2 separate regions of the Mus musculus genome follow, and region 1 is linked to region 2. A link is a contact called in public HiChIP or PLAC-seq data. All regions are on one chromosome and are shown on one strand. Each heading gives the region's core, a stretch centred on a gene start, on an enhancer-like site or on the middle of the called end of the contact. The rest is flanking DNA. Distances are from core to core; before and after follow the strand shown.

Region 1 (6,399 bases), core at 1,062-3,561, 880 kb before region 2:
GCTTTTCTGTCTCTCCCTTCAGAATATTGAGCAGAGCCAGGTAGAGTGTGTGTGCACATGAGTGGCTTAAGGCTGTGGGGGAGGCTGTATTGGATAGAAGAGGCTTTCTGAAGACCAAATAGGCTTCCTTTTGTGTGTTTTTCTCGTCTACTTTCTGGATGCTGTTAAGTTGGAGGTAATAAACTTGGTTTAGTGCCTTGTATAAGGCACAACCTCTGGTAAGACATGGATGTAATTATATCCTGGTAAGGCCCCTTTTACTCTTTTATGGGAAAGGGAATTAGTAGAGCCAAATACAGATTAGAGGTCAGCAAATTGTAGCCCATGGGCAGATCCAGTCTGGCTTCTTTTGCCATAGGTTTTACATGCCTCTTGGCTGTGCTCACACAGTTTTGAATTGTCATCGGCTACATCTGCTTTTCAATAGAATTCAGTACTTGCACAAAGTCTCTTGCCCTTAAAATCTGATATTCTAATACTTTACAGTAATGTATATTAGATCCCATTCAGAGCAGTGCTCTAAAATTATACTGTATTACATTTTATAGTGTAGATCTAGTCTGTGACAAGTTGTTCCAATGAAGTTAGGGTAGCAAAAATTTGAACAATAGGAATATATCTGTTCATGAATTTATACAGGCTTATTTCCACTGAGTTATTTCTTTTCTTCAAGAAGCAGATTTGGAAGGGAAGTTGTACACATAAGCACGTTGAAATGTCACTGAGCATCTTAGGCTCCCATCCCGGCCCACTCTTGGTAATCATAACAGGCTACACTGTAAGTCTAGCCCTGAGGATGTTTCCCACATAGCTGCTCCAGAATCAGCAACACCAGGCCACATGGCAAACAGTACCTTGTTCTCTGACCCAGAAGGTTTAAACTCTTTATAGTCGCCTGGTAGTTTAAGCACACACTTCTCAGCCGGCCAACCATTTAGTCTTCCCTGTAGCCTGACTGAATAACTCCGCTACCACACCTACATCTGCCCCTTCTCTTTGTGTTTCTCTCTTTTGTTCCTCCCCCTGAGACTATACACTGATGGTTAGCTGTTGTCCAGGAGGATGTCTTTCCACATCCTCTCCATCTCTGTGCGCACTTGTGAAAACCGACATTCTTACTTGAGGCCTGTGACAGTGCTGCCTCCTTCTGGGATGCTGCCCTGCCTCTAACTGTGCTGGATCTGACCTGCTTTGATTATCCTGCAGCCCCTGTCCCATGCTCCTGGGTAAGTCACCTGTGCACTTGTCAGAGTCCTCTCTTCTGACCCCATTTACAAATGATGCAATGTTTTATGGGAAGTGAAGTGGTGACTGTAAACATTGAGCCTATCTGTGAGTCGGAGCTCAGGTAAAGTGGGCTGACCTCCCAGGGCCTGTTCCTCCTCGCTGCTTACTGTCCTTCTGTCCCTCTGCAAGCACACTGTGCTTTGTCTAGAACTCGTGAGGCTTAGAGTCTGGAAAGCTTCCTGAGCCTTTGTCAGAAGGAACTTCCACACTTTCCTGACAATCTCGTGTGCTTAGCAGTGAATTGGTTTAACAATTCTAAAGGTTCCACAGTTTTTCCATTTCTTACTTTTGTTACATTTATTTTTTTAAATTTATTATTTAATATATTTTGATTATATCTTTTGGCTCCCCGAAGTCCTCCCAGGTCCTTCTTTTTTCCCAACATTTCTATCTAACGTCCTGTTCTTTCCCTCCTTCTCAATAAACAGACAAAGCATTACAAGAAAACAAAACCAAACTAAACCAAAAAGAAGACCCCCAAACAACAACCCCTGCATACAATCACATGGAGTGTATTTATGTTGGTCAGCTACAGCTGAGCATGAGGCCTGCCCTCGAGTGAGGTTACCATTCACAGTAGCGCCCATTGGAGTAAACTGATTTTCCTGGTCAGAACCAAGACTTTATGCCCAGGTACCTTTGTCAGTGCTGAGATTTTGTTGCTTTGAACCTGTATAAGTCATGTGCCTCCTATCAATCTCTGGGAGTTTATATGTACATCAGTCCTGGTTCTCTGTTTCTTTAGAATTCTTTACCATTTCTGGCTCTTGCAAATTTTCTCCCTCCTCTTCAGCCCATGTCTGTGAGCTCTGAGGGGAGGGGTTTGATAGGGACATCCCATCTATAGCTGAGTGCTCCAAGATCTCTTCTCTGTGTATACGTTGTCAAGATGTGTGTCAATCACCATCTCCTGCAAAAAAAAAAAAAAAAGCCTCCTTGAGGAGAGTCTTGGCATTAGTCATTTATTGATGTGTAACAATGTTACTCAAATGTGGCTGTGTCTATGAGTCAGGTATCTGGGTGTTGTACTCTTCAGCCAGCCTGCAGTAAGATGTTTGCAGTAGCTGCCATGCATTTAAGTCTCTTGTAACCAGGAGGAGACTTTCCCAAGTTTTGTGTGTTTTGGAACATGCAGTTCTTTATAGGCTGCTGTGTCAAGGTCCCTAGTCTCTTATTGGAGCTCCACTGGAGGTTACCCGGAGTTCTGTGCAGTGCGGTGCCTACCCTGTGACTGCTTGCTCCTTCAAAGCCATTAATGGAGTGCTTCCTTGGTGGGCAGAAGTTATGGAATCATGCAAAGGACCTCTTCCCACTTTGAAGCACTGTAGTGTCTGAAGCGGTTTTCTGATCCTGCCCAGACTGTAGAGAACAGTTCACATATGGTAGACTTTCTAGCAGGCAGGAAATGGGGGGCTGTTACACTCTTTCCTGAGAGGCCGATACACATAGATTGTCTAGAAGCAATGCCATGGCCCAGTAAATCCTGTTGAATAAATACTCAGTGAAGTGGTGTATTTGCGGTAATAAAAAAGTAAGACATTTTAACTCTTCTACCTGCAGCTTGTGGTTAACTGCTAAATCTGGCTGAATATTTACTTAGATTTCTGCTGCCTTCACACCCCTGCATGCTCCCCAGTTTTCTTCTGATGAGGCTAAAGAGAGCAATTTCTCAATTTTGAGCTCTTGGTGGTATTTGGGACTGTTGTTGGGTTTTCATTATTAATCCTTTCTCTTATGTGTAGCTCTTCTCCTGAGTCTTCTTTTCCACGGTGTCTTTCTATCCCTTTCTTGTGGAATCTTTACTCTTCAAACTTTATAGTCTAGTCACCTTTTTATTCCTCACACACAGGTTAAATGTTCAATAAAGTCTATATGGAATTACTGATTTCAGTGGGCAGGATGGATTTATTTGTACATGATTATAACAGGTTTTTAAACTGAGCCCCTCCGAAGCTTGGGCGCTTATTAAGGGGTGTAAGTGGGTTACTGGTTGGTAAAAGATAGTTACTGGCCTAAGCAGATGCATGCAGAGGGAGAGGGAGTGTTCAGTTGCTTTTATAGGGTTTTGCTGCTCTCTGTCCCTGTCTCTTTGTCTCTCTCTGTATTTCTCTCTGTCTCTGTCTCTCTCTTTATCTCTCTCTGTATTTCTCTCTGTCTCTCTCTTTGTCTCTGCCACCCCCAACCCCCAGCCCTTAGTAATGACACCATGTATCCTTGTGGCTTTCTACCTACTGCCCTGAACATAAGAAACATGTCCTTGTTCCTCTGATAGCTCTGGGCCTGGATGTGTATCACTCAGTGACAGTCTGCATTTACTTTAACACTGTTGCTGTGGCTGGAGAGATGGCTCAGTTGTTTGGAGGGAGCACTTGTTGCTTTCACAGAGGACCTAGGATCAATTCTCAGCATCTTCATATATAGTTCATGTATATTCACATATAGTTCACAGCCATCTTAATTCCAGTTCTTGGGGATCCAATACTCTCTTCTGACCTCCATTGGTATGCACATAGTTAACATATACATATATTCAGGCAAAACATCCATGCATATAAATCTAGAAAGAATCTACAAATGTTGCTGATGATAATAGTACAATAATGGATCACAAATGGCTCCTGTTTGTTGCTATAGGTACTAGCTGGTTATTAGTTGTGACTCAGTGAGACCCTGTTAAATACACTTGGTCAGGCTCCGTCCCAGGCCTCAGCCTTGTGCTCTTACTTTCATGGCAGCTTCCTTGGGTTTGGTTTCCCATTTTGTTTATTGACTTTTGCGGGGTGGGGTGGGGAGGTGAGTTCTTTTGGAACATTTTGTCTTTCCTAACAGCTGGGACCTGAATTGTGTCTGAAAGGGTTCTTGCTCTGGGTCATGATTTCACAACCTTTCAAACAGAATCAGTGTGGAGGTACCGGTGGCAGCCTGTCTGTAGCCTTCTCTCCTTCAGGAGGGAGGCTGGGCTAGGTAGATCTCTTCTTCACACCTGTGGACTCAGCCTACATAGCTAACGGCAGGGAGGGGTGACTACACTGACCTCATGTTCACAGGGACAGAGGCTTCATCACTGAAGCCAGTGTGACAGACATCTTGGGATTTTGTTCTTCAGAGGGAGCAGATCTTAATGGGACTCCGACTTACTAAGTGGTCTTTAGTTTTCCTTCTGAGTTGTCTTGTGAATGTTGCTGCTTTCAGGTGTTTTGAAACTCTGTGGATGTTATAAATGGCATTGTGTGTCTTAGAGGTCAGCTTGGAGTCATGGCTCGTCACGAGCCTCCTCACCGTTTTATTTTTAACCAGCACATGAGTGTCTGACTTTCACGTGCTCTTTCTTGCTTGTGGGCCGCTGCCAGGCCCAGTGTCTTGTTTGGAAGAGATAAATGTCTGGAGGATTTTGTTTTGCTGTGAGATGCATGAGTCACACTTAGCATGAACTCTGTGCTTCCTGCAGACCTCTAATTATTTTGGGTAGTCTACCTACACCTCAACCCCGGGCAGCTGATGTGCTGAAAGTTTGCATCATGTGCCAGTTTGTGAAAGTTCTCATTAGTCACCTGCTCTTTTATGTCCTCCAAAGATAATATGTTTATTTCCTTATTGTGCCAAGTACCAATCCCAGTCAGTATATTCATATACTCATCACCAAACTAGAAAGAAAATGAAGTTTTCTTGTGTTTCGTTTAAAGCTGGCCCTAACCTTACAGTGCTGCCTCAGCCTCTCAGTGCTGGGCTGCCATGTTCTTCCATGCTTGCCTTTTTGCAGAAGGTTTTAACAAGTAGCCCTTTGTAATCTTTGTTGACTATTTTCCTAACAGTAATGAGCATTACCAGAAATGTAGGCTTCACTTGTGTGTTTAACCCTCCAAGACACATAGACTTTTAGGATAGTGGTTTACAGTTAAAAAGAAAAGCAAAATAATACTGGGATCAGCAAGACAACTGAAATAGTTTCTATTATGTTCCCATTAAAGAGCTTGTTAAGCATTATCAAACTTATCTTTATTTCCAATAGGTTATGACATGTAGCGTGTGTAATGGTTGCAGCCATGTGTAGTGGAGCCAGACTGTCTGGTTCACCTACTTAACCAGCTGTGCAATGTTTGCGATATTTGTCAGATTATTTATGTTTCTATGTCTGTTTCATCTTTGGAGAGAATGCCAGTGGCAGCACTTCGCGGGGTGCTTTTAAGGTTTTGGGTAGTGAGTCTTTAGAGTCTGGAACAGTGAGTGCTGTCCGTGCTTCATGTATCATTCTCCATCTGTGATTGGACAGCTTTACACACTTTCAGGTTTGTGTATGTTTATTTATGTGGTGTGTGTGTGTGTGTGTGTGTGTGTGAAGTACACTTACACCAGTATTTATGGAGTCCAGAAGAGAGTATCAGATTCCCTGAATCTGAAATTTCAGGTGATTGTGAACTGCTCAACATTGATGCTGGGAACCAAGTTCAGATCCTGTGGAGGAGCAGTCAGAGCTCTTGATTTGTGAGCTATGTCCCCAGTCCCTACATATGAACACACTCACACATATATGTATCTATATACACATATGTATATGTAAATTGTATATAACTTATAAATATATATTTAAACAAAAATCATCTCTCTTTATGAGATTTCAAGGTAATTGATAGACTTTAATTTTCAAACACTAAATATTCCATGTAGAAGTCAGCTTTCTGTAACACCAAAGAAGTGAGAAATTAAAATGGAGCAGTCATTATCAAGGCCTTTTATGGCATATATTAGTATATGAAACATTAAAAGCTTGTCAGGGTTACATGGAAGATTCAATAATACAGTTCTGGTGGCTGAAGGTGTATTCAGTTAGCTGGTAGAATTCTGGCCTAGCATGCCTGAGGTCCTGGGCTCTACTCGATTTCTGTGACGGCATATGCTTATAATCCCAGCTGTGTGATGGTAGAGACAGGAGATAGCTTAGAGTCTTGGAGGAGGAAAGAGTAATGGTGAGTTGTCCTTGGTTAACCAGATGAGATCCAGAATCTCAGAGAGACAGTTTTGAGTTCAAGAGAGGGGGAAAGACCTACTGTGAATTTGGAGGCATTATCCCATGGGCTGGGGTTGTGGGCTGCATATATAGGAGAGAATGGTTGG
Region 2 (6,980 bases), core at 1,252-3,751:
AAGACTGTTACTGTAAATCTACTTCCTGTTTCCCACACCTTGACTAACTTCTGCCATCAAAAGGAAAGTAGAGGTTAATTAGCCTCTGTACTGGAATGGTCCATTTTACGGATTCATTGGCTCAGCTCTTGAAGCCTCGGCCTAGACCTCAGAGTAGAAGGCTGGAGTCTGAATAGGTCTTCTATTTAAATTCTTGTTTGTCCTACCCTCCTTTTGTGCTTCATTGGTCCTAGGAATGAAGAAGGGAGATAAGAGGTTGAAAATCAGATTCTTCATTTAGAGCGCAGCAGTACTTTGGAATTCTGAGTTGTCATTATTGGGTCTTAACTTCTTTTAGCTTGAGAAAAGACAGTGTTTCTGAGTGTTATACACGGTGGGGGTGGGGGTGCAGTGGGACCTGAGTTGTATGTAGCAAGGGTATGCATCATCTATTTGAGACTATATTTTTTGAGAAATACCATTTTTGATGCCAACAATTGTGATTGATATATTAGGCCAAATCATAAAAGACTGCCTATCTTTTGGTGTTTCATGCCTTTTGAAACAGTTCAGCCTTTTTTGTTTGACTTAAATGGAAGTCAGTGAGTTAGGCTATATGAGATCTCTATTTCTCTATTTGGAAATACAGGGTGACCTAGGGTTGGTTATGTGCCAACTCATGTAGTGTGTGTGTGTGTGTGTGGTGAGGGGGGGAAGAGAGGGGAGGGGGAGGGAGAGGCGGGGAGTAGGTGATTATATTCATGTGCCTGGGGTCAAAGGTCAAAGTAATGTTTTTGTTAGTTGCTTCCCACCTTTTCTTTTTTGAGACAGGATTTTTCTTGGGAGCCCAAACTCACCAGTTGAGCCAGGCTAGCTGGCTAGGGAGCCCTGGGGCCCTCCCACCTTCCTTTCCCCAGCTCTTGGATTTCTGGAGCACACAGCTGTGCCTGTCTTTCATGTGGGTGTTGGAGATCAGACTGAGGACATCATATTTGCCCTTGCTCAGTAAGGACTTTATGGACGGAGCCATCTCCTCGAGCCTGATTTTTTTTTTTAATTTATATTTCAATCATTAACAGAACTATGACATAATCATTTTCATTCTTTGGTTACTGTTGAGTCATTTATGAAAGATCTGAGACTTTTTAAAAGAAAGATTGATTTTCTTGCACAGTCACTGTGTATAAACTTCTATGCTTATACCAGACCCTTTCACACCAAGGGTTTGTTGCTTATTGATTCGCGCATATTAAAACCAGGATATGAAAGAGTCAGTTTACCAGTATGAACTAGAAAACCCTAAAGAACTTTAAAAAGAAAGAAGGAATGAAAAAGCCATCTGGGGCCTGAGCAGCAATTTGGGGTTTACTGATGCTCTGGTTGGCAGGCTGTCTGGGCAGCTGGATCTAGGTTGCACCCTGAGTATTTTCTCTTTCCATTTGGACAGGCATGGAGGTGTTGAGTCCGTAATCTGGACCTTGTGAGAGCCAAGTCCGTGTTATGGAGTAGTTCTGTTTTGCACACGGTTGTCCTAATTTCCCCTCTTCTTTACTTGCCCACTAGAAGGGAAAAAAGTAATCAGAGGTGTTGCTGGGTGGAGCCCTCCTTTGATTGCAATGCCCCAGGGGTTTCTAAGTTAACAAATTAAAGCTTTAGGGCTGACTGAGCCGCTTGCTTGGTCTTGGTGGGCGCAGCAGCTTTTCCGTGCCTTCTCATGTTCCTGCCCTCCCTTCCCACTCCAGAAAAGAAACTGAACTCAGAGGCTTTGCCTGAGGAAAGGCTGGCTTGAGGAGCCGAGGGACTGATGACCACAGCTGCAGAGAGGGAAGGCCAGCATATTCTTGGAAGGTGTGGGATGAGAAACGCACTCCCTTCCCTTCCCTGCTTTTGCAGTCATGCCTGGTGTGCCTCAGAGCTAGGATACACGGGCGGGGGAGGGTGGAGCGTGGGGAGGGCTAAGATTAGGGAGAGAGGAGGTGAAACTCTCCTGGGAGTTGGAGACCAGAAATAAACATCCAAAGGAGCTGGGACAAACCCTCTGGCTGCCCTCCTGAGGTTCAGGGGTGGATCAGGAGGGTCCGAGCCAGGGAGGCAGTAGCCTGAGTCTTGGAGGAGGAAGATCTCGCTGGCTGCCTCCTCCTCCTCTCTGCTGGGGTCCCTGAAGCCAGTGCAGGAAGTGGGCGGGATTCTGCTAGAGTTTATTGAAAAAACAGCTGCCTGGCTCCATTTCCCTCCCCCACAACGGCCCATCCTCGCTGTGGCTCAGGATAGAACTATGCTGTAAACTTTGGCATGAATCAAGCATGCTGATACTCTCTCAAACAGCAACTTTTTCTTTCTCTCCCCCCTCCCGCTTTTTTTTTTTTGGCACAGAGTCATTCGTTTGAGGCTGGGGGAGAGGAACAGAAAGACTAAATAAAATGTGGTACAGTGGTTCTAGAAATGATTTGATCTGGTCCAGTAAAGGTCCAGAGTTCACCGACTGGACCTGAAGGACCCAAGTGAGAATAAGGTCAGGAGCCAGTTTTTGAAAGTGGTGAGCAGACGTCAGGACTTGAAGGCCTGCTTGCTCTTTTTCTGTTACTGTCATAACGTCTTGGACAGAATCTACCCTAGGAAAACACTGTCAGTGCCTGTAAGTTTGTGACTTCGTTTTTTTGACCAAGAATTGCTTAGGAGGTTGAAGGGGACAGGAAATAGCTAGGAGCCAGGGTACCACTGGGCAGAAGTATATATGTGTGTGTGTGTGTGTGTGTGTGTGTGTGTGTGTGTGTGTGTATGTGCGTGTGTTGATTAGGACCCGCAGATGGCAAGCAGCAGCTGTTTTATGGTGTGAATTGTTTGCTCAGAAGATTTTCAGAAGCTAATTCTCCGTGGAGGTTGGTTTGCCAAGTGACTTGTTTCCTTTTTTCTTGTTTCCCGACCTATTTTCCTCTTTGTGTGTGTGTGTGTGTGTGTGTGTGTACCCTAGCTGACCTTGAGGCTCTAAGAGTTGCTTAAAACCTGAGACTGTTAAGTTCTGAGAGGGTTGCTTGCACCAGGAGGCTCCTGGCTCAGGTTTACTTCAGACCTGAAGGTGAGGGCGGATGCAAAGGAGAAGGCTGCAGAGGGAAGGGCTTCCCCTGTCTTGTCTGAGATCCGAAAGGCTGTGCCTGGCCCCCCTCTGCTCTGGCTTTACTGTGAACTCTTGCTCTTGCGTTGACCCTTTCCCTTGGCCTTCTATTAAACCTGACCTGTGTCTCTTCCTCCACTTAACGTGAGAGAATATTTTTTTTTTCAGGGACATTTATGAGTAGTGAGTTAAGATGTCTCTAAAATTCACTAGTGGTAGAGGCCTTAGGGCATGGTTAACCAGTTCTGTTATCCCCCTTCAATATTTTCTTTCTGTTAATACCCCATGTGTGGCTTGTATTTGCTTGAACAACTCGAGAAAGCATCCTCAGCTGTATTGTAGGAAGCAAAGTAACTCTCACGCTCTTGCATGAAAGCATGACACAGAGTCTGGGGCCCTGGGATGGTAGAACTTAAAAGGCCAATTAATAACATTTATTTGTTTTTGTTTTTGGAGAACCCAGGGCCTTGTGTATGCTAAACACAGGCTCTTCCAACTCTGGTCTACATTACTTATTAGTAATAGAGGTTACTTATTATTGTTATTGTTTTGTGTGTGTGGTATATGGTGTGTATGCATGTGTATGGGGTCATGTGTATGCGAGTGTACATACAGGCCAGAGACTGGTTATTATTGGTGTCTTCTTTAATTATTATTACTTTTTAGATTTAATATTCATTTTTATTTATTTTATATTATGTATAGATGTGTATGCATGAGCATGAGTTTGTATTCTTAAGTGCAGTGCTCACAGAGGCCAGAGATGTCAGATTCCCTGGAGTGGTCGTTAGGCACTTATGAACTACCAGACATAGGTGCTGGGAACAAAACTCAGTCTCTGCAGGCACATTGCGTGCTCTTAGCCCCAGGGCAGTCTCTTTACTCTGCAGTCCCCTCCACTTTATTTTTGAGGTAGTGGTTCCACTGAACATGGGACAGTGAACTGGAGCTCATTGCTTCAGCAAGATTAGCTGGAGAGCCAGCTCTAGGGATCCTCCTGTCTCCTTTTCCTGGCCACTAGAATTCCAGAGGCCTGTCACCATGCCTGGCTTTGTTCTTGTGAGTTGGGATAGAACTCAGGTCTTCATGTTTGCATAGAAAGCACTTAACCAGCTGAGTTCTCTCTCTCCAGACCAGAGCTGTCACTTCAGTGATTAATTTCACAGTGTGTGCACTGCATTTTGTGGGTACCTTAAAAGATACACTTTGGCCCAGTATCGTGGCACGTTCCTGTCATCCCAACACTTTCACAGTAGAGGCACCAAGATCAGAAGTCGAAGGGCAGCCTTAGCTACATTATACAGACTTTGAGGACAGCACAGGCTAGATAAGACTCTCAAAAAACAAACAAACAAACAACCCAAAGGCATTGAAACAAGGTAGAGCAAACTTGTTTCTAATTTATTGATGCACACATGAAATCTCTATGTAGAAAGCATGTTTAATATAAAAGGTCAACATTTCTATCTTCTATCAACAGAGAGAGGTATGGAAGTGGAAAGTCTATGAGGAAATGTTAAACACTGAGATCTTGCTTTCCTTGGTAGGCAGCATTGTAAATTTAGATTGGAAAGCATAATTGAAAACGGGAGCCTGCATGTGCAACATTATCTCTGCAAAGCATGTACGTTTATGTGAACCTGGATATGATCAGTAGCTGAATGCAGGCCACGGGCACATACAAGTGTTTTCTTTTCATGATCCCTCTCCTTAGCTTTTCCACAGTGAGCAAACACCTATTTTCCCCCCTTTCTAACATGTAACCGTTATTAAAATATAATGAGGTAGTGAGGAATGACTCTCTTGTCTACTTTACTTTCTGACGTGGTTCAATGAGTGTGAGAATTCAACAACCTTAGTGGGTGGAAAGTGGCTCTTCCAGGGGACCCAACACCCTCTTTTGTCCTCTGTGGTCACCTCCCACACATATGATATGTAGATACACGCACACATAACATTTATACATAGACACAGACACGCATACACAGACACACATATACAGCATGCACACATAGGCACAATTACAGACACACAGACACAGACAGACATACACATGACAAATCTTAAAAGACTTTTTAAATCTTCAAGAATTACTGTTTTATGTTTGTTCGTGTCTATAAGACTTTCAGTCTAGGAGAACTCTCCCAGTTCTACTTTAATGTGGTGAATCCTACTCCTGTTTTTAGTTTTCTTTGAGACAGGATTTTAGGTAGCTCAGACTGGCCCTGAACTCACCATGTATCTGAGGCTGACCTTGAACTCCTGATTATCCTGTATCCACCTCGTATGTAATTACAAGTGTGTACCACCATACCCAGCAACTAGAGTTAGTTTTGTTCATAATGATGTAATGTTCTTATTCTGCCATGTAGGCTACCCTGGAACTTACTATGTAGCCCTGGTTGGCCCTGAATTCATGACAGTTGTGTTTTTGCCTCCCACACAAAGGATAACAGGTTTGAGCCTCCAGCTCATCCCTGCCTTTCATTTTAAATACTTATTTCCGTCTTTTGCTGAAGCGCTCAGCTCTTCTTTTTCTTGGATTCAGAGGAAGTTCCCTTTTCCCTACTCCCATTATGCTTCTGCTTTTTTTCTGGTTTCTTGTTCCTCCATCTCCTTCAGTTGTCCACTGCCAAATATCTACTGTTCACTGCCCAGGAGACTATCCGTGACGCTTACTTGACGATGACTCATCACCAGAAAGCAGAGGTCACCTTTAAAGTTAAGTGCTTCTTGTGGACCCCATATTTGGCAGTAAAAATTGCAACCAGGCAGGAGCAATTTCAGTTCTCAATACATGCTTTTAATTGTTCAGAGATGTCTATAAAATATACTATGGCAAATTAAAATCGCTGTTTTTTAGTTTTGTTTTTTTTTAACCAAAAATGTGCTACCTAGAAAGCAGCTTTCTCTTGAATACGACATGCAGTGGCTGGCTCAAGCCTTTACTGTCTGGAATGATCAAGCTGTACTTGACATATGGTGCAGAGGTACCCATTCTGTATCCTTTTGTATCTTCATTCCAAGAGCATCTGAACTAGAAGTAGTACTACACGTGTGGTGGATTGATGGTGTCAAGTCCGTGCCATTCGTGTGCTTAAGTTTCACATCTGTCTCTCTGTTTTCCACCGAAGGAAATGGCACAAGCTGGATGTGAGTGCATACTCCTTCTCTTCCTCTCATTAACTCTAAACAGACCTAGTGTAGGACTTAGACTTAGCATGGAAATCTCTGCTCCATCTCCACCTCCTCCTCCCAGTGTATATCCAGTGTCTGCATGTGTGGCTGTGCATGTGAGTGTGTAGGTCAGAGGTTATATCTCACTCTATTGCCCTCATTTTCTGAGACTGAACCTGGCATTTACTAACCAGATGGATTGGCAGTAAGCTCTCTAGATTCCCTTGTTTTCCTAGTGCTTAGATCACAGGCATGGGCAAGCCAGGCCTTGTTTCTCTCCTCTCCTCTCCTCTCCTCTCCTCTCCTCTCCTCTCCTCTCCTCTCCTCCCCTCTCCTCCCCTCCCCTCCCCTCCCCTCCCCTCCCCTCCCCTCCCCTCCCCTCCCCTCCCCTCCCCCCTTCCCTCCCCTCCCCTCCCCCTTCTTTTCTTTAAATGTTAGGGTGTCGGTGTTCCAAACTCATATCCTCATATTTGCATGCTTTGTGAACACTTTACCCACTGAGCTGCCTCCTCCATCCTCTCTCTTTTTATCTCCCCACTATTATCCCAATTCCCAAGGATTACGGGGAAAAGAAGTCTCTGGAACATCATGCTTCATTTAGTAATTCTAGTGGGAGGTAGTGTTTGAGTGTGTTTGTTTGTGAGGGGAGTGATCCTCTGTTTTCGATGGGGTTAGTCTTAATAAATGTGCCATTTGAAAATATTATAAGTCA

What was found. HiChIP or PLAC-seq counts read pairs in DNA pulled down with a chosen protein or histone mark.
Region 1: a contact with region 2 is called in a FOXA1 HiChIP or PLAC-seq map of pancreatic cancer cells. The contact joins two enhancer-like sites.

The regions. Positions count from the first base shown.
Region 1 is chr13:29,636,268-29,642,666 of GRCm38.p6, reverse strand. The region is part of intron 8 of Cdkal1 (CDK5 regulatory subunit associated protein 1-like 1); the gene reads left to right. Among named protein-coding and RNA genes, the nearest start is that of Cdkal1, 220 kb to the left of the region's middle. Within about 2 kb of position 2,311, at least 26 of the 459 cell types and tissues checked have an H3K27ac peak or open chromatin away from gene starts, as enhancers often do. A contact at or near this core is called in pancreatic cancer cells, where this site is marked.
Region 2 is chr13:28,753,157-28,760,136 of GRCm38.p6, reverse strand. All of the region lies in intron 3 of 2610307P16Rik (RIKEN cDNA 2610307P16 gene), which reads left to right. Among named protein-coding and RNA genes, the nearest start is that of Mir6368, 46 kb to the right of the region's middle. Within about 2 kb of position 2,501, at least 286 of the 459 cell types and tissues checked have an H3K27ac peak or open chromatin away from gene starts, as enhancers often do. A contact at or near this core is called in pancreatic cancer cells, where this site is marked.